Linked DNA regions of Mus musculus: region 1 is linked to region 2. Evidence: chromatin contacts called from public Hi-C data. All regions are on one chromosome and are shown on one strand. Each heading gives the region's core, a stretch centred on a gene start, on an enhancer-like site or on the middle of the called end of the contact. The rest is flanking DNA. Distances are from core to core; before and after follow the strand shown.

Region 1 (6,351 bases), core at 3,074-5,573, 660 kb before region 2:
TCAATCCAGGACTGGCCAGCCACAAGTACCTGCTTCCTCAAATGTGTATCAGGAATTGGATGAAGTCACTGTCTGTTGTCGTTTCCAGTGAGTCACACCCAGACATATGAGGCCAACGGGAGAGACATTCAAACCATACCCAGAGACTTCGGTGTTGGACATGATCTTGGAGGGCAATGTCGGTGTTGGGAATGAACTCAGAGGGCAGGGGACACAACTGTTTGTTTTTCTGCTTCTAGTTGAGAGTTATACCAAACAAAGGAAATGGCCTGGGTCCCCAGCCACAGGATGGGCGTGGCTTCCGTTTGAGCTTCAAGCAAGGTGCTTAGGGCTCTCTACAGGGACAAGCCACAATGTGCAATGTGGGAAAGCCTGCTTTTGTTTGGAGATTTAGTTCTCAGTGTGGTGAAAAGAGTTTGGAGTGTAAGGGAGAAGTCCTCAGGCTCAGATCAATGGGAAGACGTAAAACCATGGCAGAGTTGGGAAAGGGTTGTTAGCAATAAAAGAATTGCTGAAGAGAACCACGGTAATAATTTTCGCAAGAAAGGACTGCGAATGTAGCCAAGAATAGTCCTTAGAGTCTTAGCTACATACTCCATTTATTCTGTATAGACCCTAACTAATAACGCAAGTGAGAGATGTTACAGATAAAGCAGTGTTTCTGAAGGAAGCAGATACCTGTGGGGAAATTCTCAGCACTAGGGAAGCACAGAGGGAGTGATGGACAATGAATCTCTTGAAGATCAACAGAAGTACAAGATCCGCTGCCCTCCTTTGAGTTGCAACCCGGGGAACTGAAAGGGGTGGACAGGTGGACAAGAGTGTCTGAGCAGGAGGACAGTGGGAGAGAGGTGACATCCTAAATCTCATCCAAATGACTACATGAACTTAAAACCAAAATGAACAAAGGAATTTACACTCTCCAAAAGGTGTGGGGAACTGGAAGAACAGTGAGGAAGAGCTTGCCGCTGAGTGGCCGCCCTACGGGTGCCTGAAACCACTGCGCAACTGCTGAAGTAGCACGTGGTTACTGGACAGACGAGAGCGAGCCAATGATGCTCTAGGGGGGATCAGGTTGGTTCCCGCCAACGCCGCGTAGCACACAAAGGAGCCACGAGAGCTCCCGCTACCCCTGGCGTGCTCTTAGTCGCCTCTGCCACTTCTGAGCTGTGTGATATGAAGTATGTTTTTTTAACCTTTCTCTTCCTTGGCTTGCACACTACTCCAGTGGGCACAATGGTGGGATCGGATACATATAAGGATTAAATCCTTTCTTACGTATGAGATACTTAGAGCAGACATTGGTGCTAAGCCGTTATCAGCCATTGTTAGTGACTCTACCATCAGACCATTGGCTGCGGCTGCATCCCAGGCCCTGGCAGGCTGTGAGCATGGCCAGGCTGAAGAGGCACTGGGAGTGGCTGACACACAGTAGGCCTGTATCTAGCCACCTGGCTGTTAAGAACAACTTGCATCAACTTGCATAAATCCTTTCCTTTCTAGTCTGGGCTGTCCTCGGCTCTGCCCTGCTCAACACTTGTTCATGAACGAGACCTGAAATAACTTCATTTTATTTAGACAGTTGGGAAATATTCCAAGTCCATAAAAATAACCTTCAACATTTAGATTCCTTTCACTAAGAACACACTCAGAGAGAGACAGAAAGCCTCTTGGAAGTGTGCGCCTGCGTGTGTGCGTGCGCGTGTGACCAAGCGGCACGTGCATTAAGCTAAACCTCAAAAGATCTCCCACTAGCGCAAATGTTTACCAAGCATGTGATGTGCAGCTAGGCATGGTCCTGTCTCAGTCAGCTTATCGTTGCTGTTGACAGAATGCCTGAGAAACAAAGGAGGGAGGCTCTGCCTTAGCTCCTGCTTTCAGAAGTTTCCGTCTACGGTACCTGGGCTCCACTATTGTGGGGCCAAGGTGAGGCAGAAGAGACTGGCCTAGTATGTGTGGTGAAGGTAGGTACTTCTCTCTAGGATGTCAGAAAGAGATATCCTGAGACAAGATCTGAGAACAGGATGTGACTCTCAAAGGCTGGCCACCAGTGGTCTTCCAGTGGGGTAAACTCCTGAAAGGGTCCATCCCTTCAAGCAAGGCTCTCTCTCACGTTGTAAGTCCACTGCAGTATGCACCACAGATAACGCCAGAGCCCTCAAGACTCAATCATATCCCCAAAGTCTCATATGTGAATATGCTGAATTGAGGGCCAAGCCAAAGAGAATATATGAGAGAGCACAAATTCAAACTAAAACATCTAAGCATTTGAGATTTTCATAAAACCAATAACCTTTGTTGACTTAACCAGAAGGCACAATGAATTCTTAGTTTTGGGATTTGTTTTAATCTTTGTAGTCAACTATATAACTCACTAACCTTTCCTCAACTGTTTATCGTTGATACAAATGTAGCCTCTTTGTTTTTTTTTTTTTTTTTAAGATTTATTTATTTATTATATGTAAGTACACTGTAGCTGTCTTCAGACACTCCAGAAGAGGGCGCCAGATCTCGTTACGGATGGTTGTGAGCCACCATGTGGTTGCTGGGATTTGAACTCCAGACCTTCGGAAGAGCAGTCGGGTGCTCTTACCCACTGAGCCATCTCACCAGCCCCTATACTTGAGGCTGAATTCTTCAAGAGCATTCTTTTTTTTTTTTTTTTTTTAAGATTTATTTATTTATTATATGTAAGCCTCTTTGTGTGTAGCATTGTTAATCCACTCATAAGAATTCTCTTTGTGCTCATTTCTTGGAGAAAAAAGTGACGGAGAAAAGGCAGAGAAGGTTCAAGCCACCATCCCACTAATAGCCATGTGAACGAGGCAGTTAACATGACAGCAGACATCTAGCCAGGTGTGGCAAGACATTTCTGTCATCTCAGTGCTTAGGAGGTAGAGGTAGGCGGACCTCTCTGAGTCTGAGGCCTGCGTGGTCTACATAACGAATTCCAAGACAGCCAACCAAGGCCATACTGGGAGACTTCATCGTTAAAAACTAAAAATAATAAATAAATAAATAGATTTTAAAAAGTAATAAATAGATGTTGATAGAAGCATTGATCATTTTATCCAATGTTACAAACAGAAATCCTAATTCTTCTGCTCTTCTTGGGAATATTAGTGTTGATGTTGGCTATTGGTGATGCTATTTTACAACACGGCAGCCTGTACTTCCACTTGCATTTACCCTAAATAGGCTCTGTCCTGGGGGGAGACAGGGAAGAGACCCTAGGATGCCCTTTCTACACAGGGCTGCGAGTCAAGATCTATCATGGGTTCGAATACGTTCCCTTCTCTGTCACCAGAACCATTCGTGATGGAGTTTCAATGAGGTCATAAGGGTGGGGTATTCATTTGCCAGGACACACACACACACACACACACACACACACACACACACACACACACATATACACACACACACACACATGCACAGTTCATGTATGGAAGCAATAAGAAGGTAGCTCTCCACTAGTCAGGAAGGGAACCCTCATCAGATCACAGCCATGCTGGCATGGATCTTGGACTTGCCAACCTCCTGGAATGTGAATAGATGTCTGCAGCTGAATGTGTACACAGTTTGTGCTGTTTTCTTCTGACAGCCGGAAGACGCATAACATAGTCTAGTAGCGATTCATGATCTGAAGAAAAAGTCGGAAGCATAAAGGGCAGAGAGATGCAGAGGGTGGCCAAGGTGACCCAGGGTGGCCAGAGTGACCCTTTCAAGGAGAGATGCTGAGCTGACATCTGTTCAGGGGGCATGCTTCCGTCTCAGACTTAAGAATACTTAACAGTCAGGTTGTCCCAGTATTCCCTTGCCTTCAAGGGCACTGGGCAGGCTGCTCCACTTGAGCACATAGGGAAATGAAGTCTCCATTGTGGGGAGGAAATGTGTGACATGATTACTGTGTGAGCTTCGGGAAGCCTGCTATCCCAACATTCTCTCTTGTGAAAAAGAGCGGCCTTGCTGGTTGCTGATAGGCTTAAATGAGGTAATCTATGTAAAGCATGCATGTCACTGCCTGAAACAGTGCTCAGGGCAGTTATTAGAGGAATGAAGCCTACGTTATCATTGCTACCATCGTGAGCACCCTACTACTATGGTCACCGGAAAGCCACAGACAGGATGCTAGAAATGTGAGTGGTGGCACTCTCCCTGAGCTTCTTGGTTAGGAATGTCCCTGAGGCATAAACTTAGCTCCTGTTTCAGTGCTCCATCACCGACCAAAGCTTCCACGCTATGAACTGCCTCCCCTCCGACCGACCCGTGGTGACAAAGGCTCTTTCCTGATTGGATTAACTCTTCCTGCCTCTGAGTAGCAGAGCAGCAGTGACCTCACGGATACTGTCCTGGCTCTCGGGTCACCTGGAGGTTACCTTCCTAACACCAACAGCTGCTAGCAGGATGCAGCCATTCGCTAGATGTCACTGGGGTTGGGGGAAGAGATGATGGAGAGGAAAGAGAAAAGGAAGAAGGGAAATGAGTGAAGTAAAACTGACAAGAACCGACCAGGGGGAAGATGTGAGGACCCCTGGCAGTTTGCTATGGGGCTCCACTGCCTGGATACTGGGGAAAGGGCTGGTTTCTGTGATACTACTCCTGTGGATCTTCCCTTGCTACACATTGATAAATCTATAAATAATATATTACGAGCAGTTTGAGTATTCTGAGGAGAAAGAGAAAACAACTCTGACAAATGTTTCCATCTCTGTCTTACTTTCATGGATAAAGCAGAGTGCTGTCATGTTACCCATGCCAGGCTGCAGCTCTCTTAAACCAGCACTCATGCATGTGGCTTCTTTCTGATTGCTGCTGCTTCTCCATGCACGTGTGGTCAGAAGTGGCTGCCAGGCATCCGGCTGAGAGGTTTACCTGTGCTTCCTTCCCAAGGGCCCCGGAGCTAGTTTACATGGACTTTGGTTTTTCTTCTCTCATTCTCCCTGAAAACCTCACTCTAAAATCGTCATCAAGATCACACACTTCCCATACTGTGTGTCAATAGGCCTGTGACTCACAAACAAGGGTGTGATTCCAGTGTTAGCCGAGTTCTTGTTTTTAGTATTGTTTTCTGGAAATCAGGTGGTCTACTCATAATTTCTTTGGGGAAAATTTGATGGTAGGCACCAGGCATGACTGTACAAAATCTTTCTCACTCATGATTTCATGGTGAGTCAAATAAAAATCTAAAGGAGAAAGGGAACTAAAATATGAAATGTGGAGTACTAGGATGTCTAGAAGCAGGTCTACAGAGATGTTCAGTGGTCAAGAGCACACCCCACATTTGCAGAGGATGTGAGCTCAGTTCTCAGCACCCACATCAGGTGGTCCAATATTCCCTTGGCTTTCAGGGAACCTAATGCCTTTGGCCAATGAAGTTATGAAATTAAGGGCGTGAGTACAGACGGCAGCAGGACAAGGAGTGAGAAAGTTCTGAGGCAGATGATTCAAATTAGAAGGGCAGTAGAATACATTCTTCTCTCTATGAGGCATTTTGCATGGAGATTACAGGGGTGCTTTGGAAAGACTGTGGAATTATCATCAGCATCTCTGCATTCATCTCTACAAGCGCTGCTTGTAGAACACAAGGAGTTGTTTCCAGAGGAGTTATACCTCCACTAGTCATTTGACCTTGAACAGTCATGGCCTGTCACACACACACACACACACACACACACACACACACACACACACACACACACACACACACATTGTCTCTGTCTGACTTTCTGTCTGTCTGTCTGTCTCTGTCTCTGTATATCTCTCTTTTGCACACACATATATTGTCTCTGTCTGTCTGTCTGTCTGTCTCTGTATCTCTCTCTCTTTCACACACACACACACACACACACACACACACACACACACACACAATCTGCCTACTCTAAATTATGGTGAGGAAGGTGATGAGTTTTGACAATCAACTAATACTTAAACTTCTTCTCTGTTATAACTGTATTTCCTTGTCTTCACCTTCCTGCTTCTTAAATGGTTGAGATGAATTTATTTGTTCTCCTGCGTACCGTCGATTTCTGCCCTCTGCCTCCTCCTGTTTCTCACGTGTTCTTGTGACAGTTCGTAAGATCCCCTGTGCTAGGTGTATGGATGCTCACCTCGCAGCTTGTGGAGAGGAGGAGAGAGAGGTCAGTTCAGATAACAGGATCCTCTCCCAGCTCCTGACCCCTCTTCTCAGTTCCTGACCTACTCTTGAAGGTTAGATAAAGAAAATCCTGGATGCTAAATGCTGAAGAAAATCAGACGTAGCTTGTCACAAGCAATTCCAGATTTGAGTAGCAAACCATCAGAATCCTGTCACCCACTTTCAGATGGGTCTCCTCTGTTTCCTACAAA
Region 2 (6,758 bases), core at 499-2,998:
AAAGCATGATAGCTAAAGGTGAGAAAAATCAACATTAAAAAAAGTGGATTTAAAGTAACCTTGCTATGTTTTACTTTAACTATACGTATCCCCAAAATCCACAAGAAAGAGCCAAATTTCATGAATAAAACATTGTCTTTACTCTGTAAGAGAGGCGATTTCCAATAACCAATAACCTTTAGATGAAAAGGAGAAGGGAAGAACTATCACTTTATTAGACATGGACACTCTCAAACTACCCTTAAGATTCAAAGTCACATTTTCTTTTTTGCAGTAACACTCTAACCGTGCATGGTGAGGTGTCTCTTACCTTTGCTGTTTAATGATCCATCTCCCTGAAGCTCAGTCCTGTTACAGCCAAATCGGGAGAAATTGAAGCATCTGTTCTAAACCACATATAGCTTGTCTCTTCAAGCAGAAAGTTGACTAAATGCTAAATTCTCCTAGACTAGGAAGAGACTGGCATGTTTGCTCGGGCACATCAGAGGATTTAATTGCAAAGCTGAGAATTATTCCACAGATGTGAATAGATATCTAATTTATGTCACAAAGGAGAGATTATACTCTCAGGAGTGGTTATTTACATAGTCATTTCCCTAACTAGATTTCCACACACATGAGGATTTCAAGTTAGGAAAATGTTGCCAAAAATGCCTCACCACGCCGAACCAAGAGGAGAACATAAATGTCTTGTTAGCTGTAAATAATGATAAAAAGAGATCTTCGAGAATAAAATTACAACTGGCTTCCCCTGGAGTTTTAAGTGTATATTAGCCTAAGTAAATGACAGCATATTAATCTTAATTAATCAAATAAAATAGGCTTGTTATGCATGTTTCTATAAATTTCAAAATAAGTAAAGATGAGGGGAAAGATTACTTCTATTATTCTTTTTTCAAAATTCTATTTCCTACTGTAAAATCCATAAACCCTCCTCTTCTATGTAGGTTAATTTATGGGCTTCTATCCTCTCCACATATGTACAACGAATGTTTCCTACAATAACTTTTCTGAACTTCTTATATAGATTCTTTACTAGAAATGTGTATGCTGATCTTCTGAGAAAATGGCTTATCAGGACATTTGCAACATTTTATTTTTCTCCCCTGCTCTTCCTAGAACTCATGGCAGCTTATTATTTTTATCTACAGTTATTTGGAAGCTATTCTGAGGGCAAAGAAAATTGGACAGGAAGTCAAAAATACGAAGGCTGGTCATGGCACTGGGCAGGATATGTCATTACTGGATCTATCTTGATCTATCATCTCAGACTCAAATGAGAAGCACCCTGCTACATGATCAGTCACTTTCTATGGTCCTAACAAGGCTGAAACTAACTGAAACTTTGGCTTTTTTAAATATGAATTTACACTTAGATATTTGGCTTTTTTAAATATGAATTTACACTTAGATACACTTGTCATCTAAAAAATGAGTCAATCTTTCTCTTGGTAGATATAAAGTTAGAAAACTACAATGAACACAGACATGAAGAAAGATGGACATGGGAAAGACAAAAAGCTGAGAGAGATGGGAGGAGAGAGAAGAATGAAGAGAGAAAACCAAACACCCAACAGAGTCAGGGTGCTAATCAGAAAAAAGCATTTAAAGAGAAGAGACACTACAGTTTGGGGGCAGAGATTGTAATCATGCCTCTGCTTTGGAAATTGTCTTATCCAGTTTCACTCCCTCCCCCTTTGTGTGGGGAACCACAAAGCTGCTTCTCATGATTAACATGTACAATGCTCGGTAGTCTTCCTTCGGATTTATGGGTTTCACAACAAGTGGCAGCCTTTGATTAGTGTCTGAATGTTATTATTTAATCCTGTGCATCAGCTGTCACAAAGCTGTGCTGTGATAGATAATCAGCAGGAAAGTAACATATCTGTAACAAGCCCAGTGAGGTCTGGATTGACTACGTAAAACTAGAAAGAAGTTCAAGTCCCCATGACCACATCATTCTCACATCTAGTATGCTTCAAACTCTTCCATATTCTTCCAGCCAACCAGGTTTACACACCTAAAACTCATGATCAGGTTTACTATAACAACAACCCCACACTAGAGTATCAATTTTCTGAATTACTTACTTTTCTTATTGCATGGACAAAATATAAAATGGAAGCAACTTGAAGGAAGCTTTCCTTGGGACCATGTGTTCACGACAATGAAAACAAGCTGCCTGAGACTCCGTTGGTTGTGGCAGGAGCTTTCAATGTGACCTCCCACATTCTCGTAGATCTGGAAGTAGAGACTTCATCCAGAATGCACTAGAATCACCCATACATCCCTACATCTCCCAGGTACCTAGACCCATAATCTCCAAATATAACGCCACCTTGGGACCAACTGTTCAACACAAAGGTCTGTGGGGACGTTTCACATTCATACTTTTGTATCTCATCCCCTGAATATAGGCTTTTAAGTACTACTTGTACAAATTCAAGCAGAAAAATTTTATGTGATAAAAAAAAGAGAATTTTTATGTGATTAAAAAAGAGGTCTAATAACAATGCAACACAAAAATAATTGTTTACATGCATCTTTTGCAAGCCAACAATAACTACGGGTGTTTTGTTTATATTTCATAATGGAAAAAATCAAAATATTAGTACAATAAAATGTTAGCCTTAAGTTCTCTGTAAAGACTTACAAAGTACAACAATTATTTTCTCTTCTGGTTTACTAGACCATAGATAACAACAGTTTAGACAATGGTGTTTTTATCGTAGAAAAATTAGATCAAGAGGAAGTATAACACTGTTAGAGTAAGAGCAGGGGCAGATAGAGTAATAAAGACTTCCTTTCTTTATGGTAGGGTCTCATTGAGTAACCTTTGCTGATCTAGAATGTGTTATATAGACCAGATTGGCCTCAAATACACAGAGATTTGCCTGCTTCTGCCTCCCAAGTACTAGAATGAAACGCATGTGCCATCATGCCTGGCCAGCAGCTATATTATAAAGAGTCATTTGGTGCTTGAAGATCCTACATCATAAAACAAAAGACGGAAAGAGGAATAAAATGTGACCTGTGAAAGCTCTTAAGCTTTGAACATGCATCAAGAATTAATTTCAATAAGAGGTTAAGTAACCATATCTTAGATAACTACAACCCTCATTTTATTAGAAAAATAACACATCAAATGGGAATGAACTGTGTGATTCAGCAGTGGTTACAAATGCTGTGAGTATCCATGAAAAAGAATTCCCTGCTTAGAACCTCTCAGGACAACCCACTTGTTTATTCTGCTAAACTATTTAACTGTACATTGGCTGTGCATCAAGCCTCTTGGGGAAGAGTTGTAGGACTGTCTGGTCACTACTGGACATTTCTTTTCTTTTCAAATAACCTCTCTTCTAAAGCAGTTTCATTTTGGAAAATAGTTAAGAATGTGTGTCATGTTTGCCTGCTTAAACTGTAACTACTCGCAGCGTTTTGGAATGAAGCCCATTACTCCCTGGGCTTCATTACGCATTAAAATTTCCACAGTTGGTGTTCTTTCAAGATGCAGAACTCAGCACAGTTTCCAAGAAATGTTCTCTTTAGCTTTGATAAAAGAGAGTTAAAGTATATCTGGACTGCATCGAGTCTGGCTTCAGGCTCTTGTGGAAGGCTACAGTCGGTAGGAAGAAATTATTAAGAAGGGGAGTTTCCAGTAGTGGAAGAAGTGATGTGGCCATGAGATTTACATAAAAATCATGAGTAGAAACACACACCTGGACCCCTCTGATATTTATTCTGCAATATAAATGCACCCTTCCTTATTCTGTGGCCACTGCAAACCAGAATATCTAGATGGTAGTTCTGCTCAATTGAGCCCCTTGCTGCAATGAAATAAAGGCAGACTTTCTGTGAAGTTTGAAAGCACAGAGTATTTTACTTGTAGATAATTAATCATCCCCAAGGAGTTTGGGTTGATGCAAGTTTTATTGGCTACAAATGATCAATAATGTGAGCATCTGCAGGATTCTATTTACTCTACTAATCGTGGGCAGTCACGTACTAAACTACCTACTTGAACGAGAAAATCATAGCTCTTCATACAAGCAGCTATGGTTGAAATACTAAATCCCTTCCTCCCCCCAAAAGGGGGTGCACTGGCTTTTGATAACCATGTCCCCAGCTGATGGATCCAATCTTTGAGAAGCGATCAGATCATGAGGACTCTGACATAGTGAACAAGTTAAGTCTATGGTGGATTCATAATCCGATAACATTATTGAGAACTGGTGGTGAATTTCAGAGTTGAGATGGAGCGAGGTAAAAGTCCCTAGGGAGCATGTTCTTGGAACATCTTGTCCTGAGCTTCTGCCCACTGCTGTCATGAGGTAAAATGCTTGCTTTCAGCCCCACCACATGCTTGGAAACACTGATCAAAGTAACCATAAACTGAAACCATGAGCCAAAGTAAATCTGTCCTCTTTTGACTTAACTTTCCTGCGTATTGTCACACTGATGAAGTCCAATGAATAAAAATCCCAATGACATAAACTGACAAAGGGTTTAAACATCATGGCATGCTCACTGGAAAACCACTGGCTGTGTAGTATTTGGTACATTATGTCACCAATGGCTTCTCCTTCTCTAGATAACATGAATATCCAAAGAAATGGGCAGAGAAACGTAGAAATAGCATTCTTTTCACGTGATGAGATGTATAGGAGGAGACCAGACTTCTGAGGAGCCATGTATTGAGGGAGGACCCACATGATCCAGGAATACGCTCTGGAAACGATACCTCTAGGATGGTATAGTGTCCTGTCTGTGTGTAATATGCCTTATTACACTTCACGAAAGTGCTCCAAACTGGGAAACACCATGTTGCCTTTGAGCTAGTTCAATGCTAAGAAACTATAAGAAAAGAAAAAGCACCCGTCTTGATAAGTATTTAAGAAGTGCTATAATTAGGTGTAGACATATCTGAGACATTGAAAGATTTAATTCTGTAATCACAGACAGGAATGTTTTTCCATTTGGTTGATCTTTAGACAATTGAAGCCACAGTGGGAATGATTGATCAAACAGTGTTCCTGTCTTCATACCCACACATCTTGTGGAGCATATTAACAGGCAAAGAAAAACTTCATCAAATTTCTATCAGTGAAAAATATACTAAAGAGAGATGCCTCTCCTTTGGCAGATTTTTACACATTAAGCCTCATTATTTGCTTCATTTTCAGTCTATGCAATGAGATAATAACCTAAAGTTACCCTTATGGACAAGATGCCTAGACATTGAATAAATGATTTCTAGAAGACCAGTTGAAAGTAAGCCTACAGACCTCAAACACATGGTCAACCACTATCAATGGGTGAAGTACTCTTATCTAAATGACTTAAAATGTCATAGTGAGTTTAGGATGCTTGAGATTGTACTAGAAGCAGGATCTCTGGACAGTATGAATATAGGAAACAGAAGCACTATAGATCCAAGAAACTCTAACTGGGAGATGGTGATTTCCAGTCTCTCCTCTTTACTCAAGCCATGCCTCTACATGGGGTCAGCAGTCTATTTACTATATAGAATGACATATCTGCAGTGACAAATTTTGTCCTAGGTGATTCCTGGGCACTCATGATTTTTTATGATGGTTTGTGTATGCTTGGCCAAGGAAGTGCCACTATTTGGAAGTGTGGTCTTGTTGGAGTAGGTGTGTCACTGTGGGTGTGGGCTTTTATACCCTAGTCCTAGCTACCTGGAAGCTAGTCTTCCACTAACAGCCTTCAGATGAAGATGTAGAACTCTCAGCTTCTCCTGCGCCATACCTGCCTGGATGCTGCCATGCTCACCTTGATGATAATGGACTGAACCTCTGAACCTGTAAGCCAGCCCCAATTAAGTGTTGTCCTTTATAAGACTTGACTTGGTAATGGTGTCTGTTCTCAGCAGTAAATCCCTAAGACATTTTGGAATTCTATGCTTCAAATGCATGGGATCCAACAATGTGTATGTCTTTTCTGTCTGTGACAAGCCCACTCCACAGCCAGAATACATGTCCCAGACATAGAGTGTGGCCATGAATGACTTCATAAATACTCAGGCTGGCATGTCCATACAAACTCCCTGATGATACTGCAGAGTCTGGGAAGGAAAAGGAAGGATGAAGCTGTGGGCTTCATGTATTGATCTACAGTTATTAGGATAGGCCTCAATTTGGTTAAATCATATAATAAAATAAGTGTTATTGTAGTCTTCAAGAAGTCTCCTTCCCACCCCTACTTTCTCTCATACTTCACTTTCCAAATCATGGCTCTATTGGACATGAATGAACCTAAACTAGATGAATGAATGACAGCACAAAAGATAAAACCAAGACAGACCTGAAAATTGGGTTGTAAGTACAATCTATTCACACCAAACTGTAGCAGGTCCTCCTTTGAAATGAGACCTCACTGACACTGAACCCAGAGAGCTCCATGAAGAATTGCCATCCATTGCCAGGCAGCCTTTTTTTTCCTATTAAATTTTCTCCCTCATTAGACAATGTTATGCAAGATATACCCAAGAGGTAAATAAAACTTCACTCTTTCCAAGTATAGTAGTGCCTTGGCATAGAACAAAAAAGCATCACATGATTGCATTTTCTGTGTGCTTCTGCAAGGGTTAATCTGCTAAAGTGGTAGGTTAGCATCCCAAATAAAGGCATACAAAATGAGAAACCTAAGGAGACTAGAGAACCCTCAGGAAGCCTTATAAATACTCCACAGAGGTCTGGAGGATGAATTCCCACAAGAGAAAAGCAAAAACAAACAGT

What was found. A called contact is a pair of places that touch in the nucleus more often than the background predicts.
Region 1: a contact with region 2 is called in a Hi-C map of the HPC-7 cell line, with 3 times the contacts expected there. The contact joins two enhancer-like sites. A contact is called at or near these places in 9 of 484 Hi-C or Micro-C datasets (the HPC-7 cell line, bone marrow-derived macrophages, cerebral cortex and 6 more) and 2 of 115 datasets of contacts at active chromatin or transcription factors (bone marrow-derived macrophages and embryonic fibroblasts).

The regions. Positions count from the first base shown.
Region 1 is chr13:109,203,518-109,209,868 of GRCm38.p6, reverse strand. The region is part of intron 3 of Pde4d (phosphodiesterase 4D, cAMP specific); the gene reads right to left. Among named protein-coding and RNA genes, the nearest start is that of Mir582, 120 kb to the left of the region's middle. Within about 2 kb of position 4,323, at least 5 of the 459 cell types and tissues checked have an H3K27ac peak or open chromatin away from gene starts, as enhancers often do. A contact at or near this core is called in the HPC-7 cell line, where this site is marked.
Region 2 is chr13:108,539,306-108,546,063 of GRCm38.p6, reverse strand. No RefSeq gene overlaps it. Among named protein-coding and RNA genes, the nearest start is that of Gm27572, 44 kb to the right of the region's middle. Within about 2 kb of position 1,748, at least 2 of the 459 cell types and tissues checked have an H3K27ac peak or open chromatin away from gene starts, as enhancers often do. A contact at or near this core is called in the HPC-7 cell line, where this site is marked.